Linked DNA regions of Mus musculus: region 1 is linked to region 2. The links are chromatin contacts, called in public HiChIP or PLAC-seq maps. All regions are on one chromosome and are shown on one strand. The core of a region is the stretch at or near the end of the contact, and the rest is flanking DNA. Distances in the headings are between cores, read along the strand shown. Region 1 has its middle 32 kb from the start of Dleu7. Region 2 overlaps Spryd7 (SPRY domain containing 7).

Region 1 (6,381 bases), core at 134-2,633, 730 kb after region 2:
TGAAGCTATGTAGTGAGATGCTGTCAAACGATAAATAATAACTACGACAAAAATAGGACCTGTGAAAATGAAGATGGAGAAGTCACAAAGAAAATCCTGTGTACTATCCTGGGTAACATGTTAAATTAAAGGGCAGTTTAGAGATACATGCCTTTAATCCCACCAGTGAGAAAACTGAAGCAGTAGGATTGCTATGACTTCAAGGTAGCCTGAACCATATAGCAATACTGTGCCCCAACCCACACACACACAATTGATTAAAAAGCACCACAGAAAAAATATTATGTTAAGGACATTTCTTAAAGTGGGACTAATTCCCAGACTCTCTGTCAATTCTGCACGTCTGGAACTTGTCTGATTACTTGACTACTCTGAGTATGGTAATGATGATAGCAGTTTGATGGACAGTCGGATGATAAAGCTCGGCCAGTCTTCCTCGCCAGCTCCTTGTCCCTGGAAAGTATTAATCAGTGAAGTTTTTGCCTTGGAGCAGACATGTTGAAAGGAAACCCTGAGAACGTCATTTCCCAGCTTGAGGAAGAGCGAACTTCACTCAATCTATTCCAGAAAGCATGGGCACCTGGGAACTGAACATTTCTTTCCATCAGAGCCCAATAATGATCTCGTTAGGAGTGCTGCGTGCACTGGGGGTGATAAACCAAGCTGTGGTCTAAACTACTGCATAATTTTCACTCTACTTCACACTGGACACAATGACCTCATCTGTCAAACTATCAACTGACTGATTAAATGAAGTAAGAAAATAATCCTAGCTGGTCTCAGATAGTGAGAGTTCAGCTGCCCAAGGGATTGAGGTTTCCTGCGAGTTTGATCTAGACATCAGTTGGCCAGCCTGCACTCCATCTTCAGTCTGCCCAGGAAAGGCCACTCAGGCCAAGGGAGAATTCTCCACAGAGCCTTTAACCCAAAATGGAGAAACTTAGCCCAAATCATTTTTCTCACTTCGGGGTAGATCCTGGGGCAGTCTGACCTGAAAGCTCCCCGCCACCCACCCAGATGCCAGCTGAGAGCTCTCCCCAAGGGTATTTAAAGCCTAGGTGTACAAGGACAGAAAGTCTATGTTCAGTGAGAAAAAAAAAATCAGGCAAATAAAGTTTGCTTAGAAGAAAACAAAAAGTGCAGTAACTTTTCAGGAAAAAAACCTGCCAACGGCCTTGAGAGCTTCTTGTGACAGGATGTTCTACTGGGTGACCCTCTAAGCTGACAGCTGCAGAACAGATCTGTGACACCAGCAGCTGCCTCAGGACGGGGGCAGCAGTTGACCCCCCGCTTGCTGGTTTTATTATCTTGAGTTCCAGGAGAGCCTCTCTGCAGCTGGCTGCTGGGGAAGAGAAGTGGCTGGTGATCCTCCACCAGCTCATCCTCTCACTTTCTGGAAGCTCCCCTTGGAAATGGAGGCCTCACTCCCTGGAGAACATGCTGTTGTGTGGTGCCAGACTCTGCCCCAGACACTCTCCAGCTGGGTCTACAGACTCTCGTTCTCGTCTTCCGGCAGTGAGCTCCGCCGTCACGCTTCACAAGAAGCTAACACTGGTTCTGACATCGATCCAGAGTTCTGAGCTCTTACAGAACAGCCAGTTCAGTAAAGCACAACACTTCTTACAACCAACTATTGCCTTTGCCTGCTAAAAGAAGGGAACATTATGACAACAGAAAAAAAAAAAAAGTCAGGAAATGTAAGCACACGTGTCTTAGAAAGAAAGTGGTGGAGCCTTCTCAGTGTAGTTAGATCTCAGGGACAACTGTTCTGTGTCCCCAGCCCTTGTGGTCCAGAAGGCAGAAGACTACATCAGGATGCAGCCCCATCCACCCACTGCATTAGGGGAAAATCCACAGAGCTCTTCTTGCACCAGGGGCTGTTGGGGGCATTCCATTGCTTGCTGTGCATACAATCTGTCACCACCCATAGCTCAGTGGTGTGTGGTTTGAAGGAACCTTAGATTGGATTCAACTGTTGGGAAGTTTTTGGTATATTTAAAAGTTTTACAAATTTTATATTAAGTACCCCTAAGAAGCCCATCTCTTTACAGCCCCATGGAAAAGAGTTTAATGATGTTTGCCTTTCAATGACCCCAAAAGTCTATAAATAGTGTGACTGAGAAAGGATTTTGAACATTCTAAAATAACAGGGGTCAGAGGAAGCCTTGAGATGAATAGGCTTCATGCAGGAAGGTGTGTGTGTGTGTGTGTGTGTGTGTGGAGTGGTATGTATGTGTGTAGTGGGTATGTATGTGTGTAGTATACTATGATGTACATGTAGTACATAGTGTGTGCATGCAGTGTGTGTTATGTTTGTGTGTTTGTTGTATATGTTGTATGTGGTATATTTGTATATTGTGCATATGAAGTGTGTGTGTGTATTTTTGTGTATGTGTGTGCACATTAAAGCATGTAAGTACCTATACACATGTATATGTGGTACCTATGTTTTTACATGTATAACTGGTGTGTGTGTAGTGTGGTATATGTGTATATATGTTTGTGTGCACAGTACGTTATGTGTGTGAATTTGTATGTGCTATGTTTGTGTTTTGTGCATATGAAGAGTGTGTATTTGTGTGCACATTAGTGTGCCTACATGCATGTGTGTATGTGGTACATGTGTTTTTACATGTATAAGTGTGTGTGTGTGTGTGTGTGTGTGTGTGTGTGTGGTGTGAGCTGGAAGGAGCACAAGGGTAAGTCCTGCTTTTGTTAGGTCTCTCAAACTTCATTTAGTTTCTCTGACCTGAGTAGAGGAGCTCTGTACTTCAGGACTTTCATCAAAGACATCAGCAGGAAAGGTGAACCCAAACTGAAAAAGCTTAGACAGAAACTGGATGTTAAGAACTCAGCCTGCAAAGTACCAGGGGAAAGAGGAAGAGGGCATGGAGAAGAGGCCAAGCCCATCTACTTGGAACAAGCCCTCTGGCCGGCCCACAGACCACACACTCTCCTGAGTAGAGCCACATATGTGCTCTCCTGTAGGCAGAATTCCTATCTGCTTAACAGAAATGCTTACAATTGGCTGGGATCTCCAAAGAACTGTGAGGGTTGGCATGTCTGAGGGAAGTCTCTTCACTTAAGTGTTCCCATCATGGACACCTGTGTTTGGCTAGGGTGCCTTGTCAGGGCCACGTGGCTCTGGATGCTGAGCTGAATGTGTGGAGAGACACCTCCTATAATTGTTTTAAGGTCACAGAAGGAGGTGACTGAAAAGGGATTGATGAAAATGGGGCTGGCACCAGTTGAAAGATGACTACAGCATTCACTTCTGACTTCAGCAGCAGAGCCCTCTTTAAATGGAAATGCTAAGTGAAAATCATTTAAATGATAAGCTTGGTGGCCTGATCGCAGGAGAGAATGATCACTGGAGCTGAATTTAAAAATGTATGTATTTCTTATTAATTACATCTAATTTCTCTCTAAGGTTAGACTGAAACAGAACCTCTAGGAGCTTTCTTCTCATTACTTACTTTCTTTAACATGAACATCGAAAGGGTTTTTTTTTTTAACTTTTAAGTAAATATTTTTAATTTAACCTAATTTAATAATGTATTTAATAATTAAATAATTAATAAATTACAATAAAATTAATATAATTTAAGTAAGTAAAAAAAAATTTTTTAAGTTAGAAATTACTTATATTAAAAAGCCTAGATTCCATGGTGGGCGCCATCTTCAGCTCCAGATAGCCGGCCACCTTCCTGGTGAGAGCACGGGGGTCTGCCAGGCCTGAGAGGTTTGTGGCACAGGCGCCGGCGGGAGCCTTCTTGGCTCCGGGACTCCGCGGAGCACGGGTGACCGTGTGGAATACAGAGTGCCAGCCGTTTCTGGGACGGGCGAGAGTCGCAGAGCTTCTGGGCGGCGCCATCTTCAGCTCCAGACAGCCGGCCACCTTCCTGGTGAGAGCATGGGGGTCTGCCCGGCCTGAGAGGTTTGTGGCACAGGCGCCGGCGGGAGCCTTCTTGGCTCCGGGACTCCGCGGAGGGCAGGCTGCACGGGTGACCGTGTGGAATACAGAGTGCCAGCCGTTTCTGGGACGGGCGAGAGTCGCAGAGCTTCTGGGCGGCGCCATCTTCAGCTCCAGACAACCAGCCACCTTCCCGGCAAGAGCCACAGAGCTTCTGAGGCAGTGCCATCCTCAGCTCCAGACGGCCGGCCTCCTTCCGGACAAGAGCCACAGAGCTTCTCAGGCGGCGACATCTTCGACTCCAGACAACTGGCCACCTTCCTGGCCAAAGCAACACAGCTTCTGGGAAAGATCCTGTTTTGGGCCTTCACCTTCAGCCAGGAGGAGGTCCAAACACCAGATAACTGTACACCTTCCCTGAAAGAGGAGAGCTTGCCTACAGAGACTGCTCTGACCACTGAAACTCAGAGAAGAGAGCTTGTCTCCCACGCCTGCTGATAGAGGGTAACAAAATCAACAGAGGAACAATCTCTTAACAAAGACAACTATAACAACTAACTCCAGAGATTGCCAGATGGCGAAAGGTAAACGTAAGAATCCTACTAACAGAAGCCAGGACCACTCACCATCATCAGAACCCAGAACGCCCACTTCGCCCAATCCAGGACACCCTAACACACCTGAAAAGGTAGACCTGGATTTAAAAGCATATCTCATGATGATGGTAGAGGACATAAAGAAGGAATTCAATAACTCACTTAAAGAAATACAGGAGAACACTGCTAAAGAGTTACAAGTCCTTAAAGAAAAACAGGAAAACACTGCTAAAGAGTTACAAGTCCTTAAAGAAAAACAGGAAAACACAACCAAACAGGTAGAAGTCCTTATAGAAAAACAGGAAAACACATCCAAACAGGTGATGGAAATGAACAAAACCATACTAGACCTAAAAAGGGAAGTAGACACAATAAAGAAAACCCAAAGTGAGGCGACGCTGGAGATAGAAACCCTAGGAAAGAAATCTGGAACCATAGATGCCAGCATCAGCAACAGAATACAAGAGATGGAAGAGAGAATCTCAGGTGCAGAAGACTCCATAGAGAACATCGGCACAACAATCAAAGAAAATGGAAAATGCAAAAAGATCCTAACTCAAAACATCCAGGAAATCCAGGACACAATGAGAAGACCAAACCTACGGATAATAGGAGTGGATGAGAATGAAGATTTTCAACTAAAAGGACCAGCAAACATCTTCAACAAAATTATTGAAGAAAACTTCCCAAATCTAAAGAAAGAGATGCCCATGATCATACAAGAAGCCTACAGAACTCCAAATAGACTGGACCAGAAAAGAAATTCCTCCCGACACATAATAATCAGAACACCAAATGCACTAAATAAAGATAGAATACTAAAAGCAGTAAGGGAAAAAGGTCAAGTAACATATAAAGGCAAGCCTATCAGAATTACACCAGATTTTTCACCAGAGACTATGAAAGCCAGAAGAGCCTGGACAGATGTTATACAGACACTAAGAGAACACAAATGCCAGCCCAGGCTACTATACCCAGCCAAACTCTCAATTACCATAGATGGAGAAACCAAAGTATTCCACGACAAAACTAAATTCACCCATTATCTCTCCACGAATCCAGCCCTTCAAAGGATAATAACAGAAAAAAAACAATACAAGGACGGGAACCACGCCCTAGAAAAAACAAGAAGATAATCCCTCAACAAACCTAAAAGAAGACAGCCACAAGAACAGAATGCCAACTTTAACAACAAAAATAACAGGAAGCAACAATTACCTTTCCTTAATATCTCTTAATATCAATGGACTCAATTCCCCAATAAAAAGACATAGACTAACAGACTGGCTACACAAACAGGACCCAACATTCTGCTGCTTACAGGAAACCCATCTCAGGGAAAAAGACAGACACTACCTCAGAGTGAAAGGCTGGAAAACAATTTTCCAAGCAAATGGTCTGAAGAAACAGGCTGGAGTAGCCATTCTAATATCGGATAAAATCGACTACCAACCCAAAGTTATCAAAAAAGACAAGGAGGGACACTTCATACTCATCAAAGGTAAAATCCTCCAAGAGGAACTCTCAATTCTGAATATCTACGCTCCAAATGCAAGGGCAGCCACATTCATTAAAGACACTTTAGTAAAGCTCAAAGCACACATTGCACCTCACACAATAATAGTGGGAGACCTCAACACACCACTTTCATCAATGGACAGATCGTGGAAACAGAAACTAAACAGGGACACAGTGAAACTAACAGAAGTTATGAAACAAATGGACCTGACAGATATCTACAGAATATTTAATCCTAAAACAAAAGGATATACCTTCTTCTCAGCACCTCATGGGACCTTCTCCAAAATTGACCATATAATTGGTCACAAAATAGGCCTCAACAGATACAAAAATATTGAAATTGTCCCATGT
Region 2 (5,578 bases), core at 1,999-4,498:
GGAGCAAGCAAGCAGCTGATAGGGAGTAGACATAAGGAAGTAGAAAGGAGAAACACTGAGTTGAAGGTTATTTAAAACATTGTGGAGGACTTTTTCCTTCTGGGACATTGGTGGAGTAGGAAGGTCAGCTGAGTGATTTCTTTGCCTCTCTGAGCTCGCAGGCTTTCACCACAGCATCTGGCTCCTGAGTCTTCATTGTTAAAGTCAAATGGTTGGAAATTTTGTTTTTAAAAACAACAGTGAAGGATGCTGGGAGAATCTGGTGGTCAGGCCCACTTTATATATAGACACTTTGTCCTGTCCTGGGTTTGCAACTGAACACTTTTGTAATTTGTAAAGATTTGGACAAACTCTCTGTAGCGTGGCTTCTTGCTTCACAACTCAGTTTTAAAACTGTGTTTGAGGCTAGAAATGTGGTTCAGTGGTGGAATATTTGCTCAGCATGCATGAGGCATGGATCCAGTCTCCAACACTCCAGACAAAACAACTGCCTTCTAGCCTTGGATGGAACAATTCTATTCCTTAACAGCGTAAAAGTAACAGCAGCGCCTCTGCCTCTAAATATTCCTCTTTATTGGGGGTTTCTGGTGGCTTAGTTCTCAGCAACCCAGACAAATACTGAAGTGCTTATTTACATATTAGAGGAGACACTGCCAGTCTCCCAGCAGCCCTCAGAACCTGTGGCTCCTCCCAGCTCTTCTCACCCTAATCCCTACTCTCAGCCTTTTCTTAGCTCCATTTCCTTGGTGTGGGACTCCTCTCTTCATCTCCCTCCCAGTCTCTCCTCTCGTGGTCCTGTTTAGTGTGCCGGCCATGTTCATCCTGGACTCCTCTCTGCCTGTTTTCTCCGATACCTACAATAAAAATCTTCTCTGCACTTTAGGAGTGGTCATGTCCACCTCCTTTTATTTCATTTTTTAATTCAAACATGCGTTTGGGTGCATGTGGAAGACAGAGGTCAATCATGGATGGCATTCCTCAGACAATATACACCTTGGTTTTTAAAGCAAGGACCTGGGGCTTATTGATCTGACTAAGCTGGCCAGCCAGAGAGTCTCAGAGATCCTCCAGTCTGTGGCTCCCCACCGCTAGGATCGTAGATGAGTACTGCTTTGATGTCTTTTAAACATGGGTGCTAAAGATGGAACTTGGGTTCTCAAGTTTGCACGGAGAGCACTTCATTAGTGAATTACCTCAACCCCTACACACTATTTTATTTTATTGAGGCAGGGTCTCACTATGTTGCTCCAATTGACCTAGACTTCACTATGTAGACCAGGCTGGCTGATCTCACAGCAATCCACCTGCCTCTGCCTTATGAGTGCTAGGATTAAAAACATATGGTAGCACACCTAGCTCTTTTTTATTCTTTTTATTTATTTGAATGTGTATACAAGTAAGAACAGGTGCCCATGGAGGCCAGAAGAGAGTGTTGGATCCCTTAGAACTGGAAATATAGGCCATTGTGAGTCACTCAGCATGGGTGCTGACACCCAACATGGGTGCTGAGAACTTAACTCCGATGCCCCCAAGGGCAGTACATGCTCTTAACCACTGGTCCATCTCTCCAGCCCCAACTATTCCTACCTTAAAGCCCAAGATTTGCCACTTGTTTAGTTTCAGGAATTTGTTAAGCAAACTTTAAATTCACTCCTTTCATCAACATACACTGTGAAAGTGAATCCTGACTGTCAACCTGATTGGAGTAAGAAACGAGGGCATTAATGCAGCACATTGTTTGCTGAGTCATCCAGAGAGCAGTCGAAGGGGAAGCGCCTGCCCTGAATGTGGGGGGCAACACCCCGTGGGCTGGAGTCCTGGGCTGGATAAAGAGGAAACCACCTGCTGAGCACCAGTACACCCCTTTCTCTGTTTCCTGGTTCTCTGAAATGTGGAAGATCAACTTGTACTCATATGGCATTGCCAAGAGCCTTCTTGCTCCCCGCCTCCCTGCCGGGATGGACTGAACCCTCAAACGTGACCCCTCCTCTCTGTTTTTGTCTGATATTTGTCATAGCGTCTAGAAAAGGCACTAATATACTCATAGGCTCTCACAGGTCTGCTCAGAATCTTTCTCAGTCTTGACACCCAGATGGAAAGAAGTGGCTCCCACTCCTTTCAACCACTTTAGATCCCCAACCCCATCCCCGCCACCACCCCCTCCCCCCGATTTTCACTGGAAATGCCATTAAGTCAAGTCCAGAAAGAAAAAAGCTGGGAAATAGGTTTACTGTTTTGTCACTTAAAGTGGTTGGGGAGATTCTTTGCTTAGTTTACAAATTTTTTTCCTAATTGTGTTCAATGGACACTTTGGATGATCATTACAACTTGTACTGGTAGCTTCGGGACCTCTCCCTGAAAGTCAAAGCACATGGGAGATCATCACATGCCACTTCTACATTGCTCTGACCAAAATACAGTTAAAAAGGTGGAATTACTCACTTGGGCTCATGGTTTTAGAGGGTTCCCTTCATCATGGTGGAAGGGCTCAGCCAGACCAAGGAGGGTAGTTCACTCATGGGGCAGGAAGGAAGCAGAGACAAGTGGGGAAAGGACAGCAAGGCTCAGCCCATGACACTTCCCTTCCAATGTGACCTGCTTCTTCTGACTAGGCCCTGCCTTCTGCTTCACCCATCCCAATAATATAATCATTTATGACTCCACCTGGTGACTAATTCACTCGGTAGGTCAGAGGCCTTGTGATCTATGTTCTCTGGAAACGCCCTCACAGACACTTCCACAGGTGTGCTTTGCCAATGTCCTAGGCATTTCTCAATTCAACCAAGCTGACAAGACTAACCATCACAGAGTTGTGACTCCTGTTCCAAACACTTCACTTGTCACCTCTGTCTCTGCTCAAAGATGAGAACTACTTTCCTAAATAACTTTCACTTCAAAACAGAATAAAATTTTGTTTTTTGTTTTGTTTTGTTTTTCAAGGCAGTGTTTCCCATGGCTATCCTGGAACTCACTCCTTAGAGTAAGCTGGCCTCAAACTCAGAGACCTGCCACCACTGCCCAGCTTCAAACAGGATAAATCTCAGTATCAGAAGTCCTGGTATAGATTCTTGTTTCCTTAATTTCCTAGGACTTACCAAAGCCCTGAATGAAACAGGATTATAATTTTAGAAGACACTTAGCATGACCTATGTCATCAAGGATTTTGGGATAGTTATCTTGCCTGTGCAGACACTGTGTATGCTTCTGTTGTGTTCTGGATATTGTGCTGACAGGACAGGCCTGCTCCTACCTCAGCTGACCCCTAGAGATAGATAGCAGCTCTTCCTGCCAGCAGCATGTACTTTCCATGCAAACTAACCAGAGGGCCTACCTTCTGTATTACACTCTAGGACAATATTCTTTGTCCTGATCACCCCTTGACTAGGCAACAACAAGGGACAATGCTAACAGCCCAAGACTGCTAACATTATTCAAATTAGCTAATCCTAATCTACCTAGGAGAACACACAAAAGCATTTCTCCTCTAACACACCTTTTTCTTCATTCTCTCTGCCTTGAAGTGCTGGGCACTGGTCCCTGAGCTGCACATATGCCTGTAAACAACTTACCACAGACCTCCACCCTTAGCCCTGCACTGCTCTCTATTTCATGGATGGCCACCATTCCCTGATCTGCTGACCTTGCCGTGTGCTTTGCTTTCAACATGCCCCCAACAGCCGTTAGGAAGTAGATCCCCAGAGTGCTGGTGCCAGAGGTAAAACCTGACAGGAGGCATCTGGGCTGTGAGGCAACTACCACTGTGAATGGATCGATGCTGTTTTGGCAGTGGGTCTGCCTATTCTACCCTCCCAAGGCAGTCAAGAATAAACTTTTTTTTTTTTCCAAATGACAAATCACCATATGCCCGAGCACAATCATAATTGTCCTTCATGGAATACACTGTGCAAATCAGATGCCTGTATGGACCTTTTGATGCTTTATTTCTAGTTGCTCTTTTATAATGAAAAATGTAGAATACTACAGAATACTATTCAGATGTAAATAAAATCATTATGTTTACAGGTTAAGTAGATAGGAAGATCATATTGAGTAAGGTAACTCAGACCCAGAAAGACAAATGTCACATGTTCTCATTTACTGAAGGCTCCTAGTCCTCATCCCTCCGTGGAACTTTTCTTTGCAACAGATCCATTTTAACGATCCACTTACAACAGAGACCATGACACAAACTCGTAACAATCGAAATGCAGAGTTGTGGAACACAGTCCCAAGGGATACATCTACAAGACAACTCCCACGCCTAGGGGTCAGGGAACACTGTAGAAAAGGGAGTAGAAAGACTGTAAGAGCCAGAGGATCAGGGAGTTTGCTCTCAGACTGTGTCTCCTAGTAATGTCAGAATCTATACCCTGAAAGTCTCATTAACATGACTAAGGGGCTGGAGAGATGGCTCTGCAGTTAAGAGCACAGACTGCTCTTCTGAAGGTCCAAAGTTCAATTCCCAGCAACCATATAGTGGCTCACAACCATCTGTAATGGGATCTGATGCCCTCTTCTGGTGCCCTCTTCTGGTGTGTCTGAAGACAGCTACCGTGTACTCATGTAAATAAAATAAATCTTTAAAAAGAAAAGAGAAGAGAAGAAAAGAAAGCTATAAATACAAAGTGCTTTAAAAAACAAAAAACAAACAAACAAAAAAACATGTCTGACTACACCTGAGCTGAACAAGGACAACAACAGGCCAAAGTGGACAAGGGAAAGACCAAGTGACCTCAAACCTACACAAAGAATGACAGACAACTAAGGAATGCAGAGTGAGAGAAACAGTCCTCTCCAGGGAAGAGGACACCATTACAAAATGGTGAGCCCTGTGCACACGCACAGACGAGCTAACATTATGCAGACTGAGCAGATTACATTTAGGAATATACATGTATATACATGTATGTATGTATATGTATACATGTATATACATGTATACATGTAACAACTATTAATAAAAAAAGAAGCCATGAATTCGAAAGAGAACTAGGAGGGTTATATGGGAGGAAAGGGAAGAGGGAATAAATAACATGTGATTATAACATTAAAATTAAAAGAAAAATGGTAAGAAATATATACTGCATACATGTATAAGACTGTGAATGAATAAATACAATATCAGAAAAAGAAAAGAATGTGATGATTTAAAAAATAGCTTTTACAAATATAAACAAGAGTTTGGGATTGGTCAGATGGCTCAGCCATTAAAAGCACTTGCTACTCTTGCAGAGGTCAGGACCCACACTAGACAGCTCACAACTGCATGTAACTCCAGCTTGGTGATCTGATGCACTCTTTAGACTTTGGGTACCTACATGCTGCAGATATACACATACACATAGACATAAATAAAAAAATCTAAAAACATAACAGATGGATGTACTAAGATCACTAAAAGCAGTATACTGAAATTAGAGAATTCTCTTTTCCACATAGATCTATCCAGCTAGCCTCCTCTGTATTTTGAGACAAGGAACATTACAGTACATAGTCTAGTCTGGCCTTAAATTTGTGAGCCTCCTTCCCTGATCTCTCAAGTGCTAGGTTACTGTCTTGTGCCACCACACCCAGTTAA

Evidence for each region. HiChIP or PLAC-seq counts read pairs in DNA pulled down with a chosen protein or histone mark.
Region 1: a contact with region 2 is called in an H3K27ac HiChIP or PLAC-seq map of heart atrium, with 9 times the contacts expected there. The contact joins two enhancer-like sites. A contact is called at or near these places in 2 of 15 datasets of contacts at CTCF or cohesin (large pre-B cells and pro-B cells), 1 of 484 Hi-C or Micro-C datasets (bone marrow-derived macrophages), 4 of 115 datasets of contacts at active chromatin or transcription factors (embryonic stem cells, heart atrium, large pre-B cells and 1 more) and 1 of 9 other capture datasets (embryonic stem cells).

Annotation. Positions count from the first base shown.
Region 1 is chr14:62,257,923-62,264,303 of GRCm38.p6, forward strand. No RefSeq gene overlaps it. Among named protein-coding and RNA genes, the nearest start is that of Dleu7, 32 kb to the right of the region's middle. Within about 2 kb of position 1,384, at least 22 of the 459 cell types and tissues checked have an H3K27ac peak or open chromatin away from gene starts, as enhancers often do. A contact at or near this core is called in heart atrium, where this site is marked.
Region 2 is chr14:61,527,928-61,533,505 of GRCm38.p6, forward strand. Spryd7 (SPRY domain containing 7) reads right to left here. Exons shown (of 5, transcript NM_025697.4): 5 at 3,924-5,578. Among named protein-coding and RNA genes, the nearest start is that of Spryd7, 26 kb to the right of the region's middle. Within about 2 kb of position 3,249, at least 15 of the 459 cell types and tissues checked have an H3K27ac peak or open chromatin away from gene starts, as enhancers often do. A contact at or near this core is called in heart atrium, where this site is marked.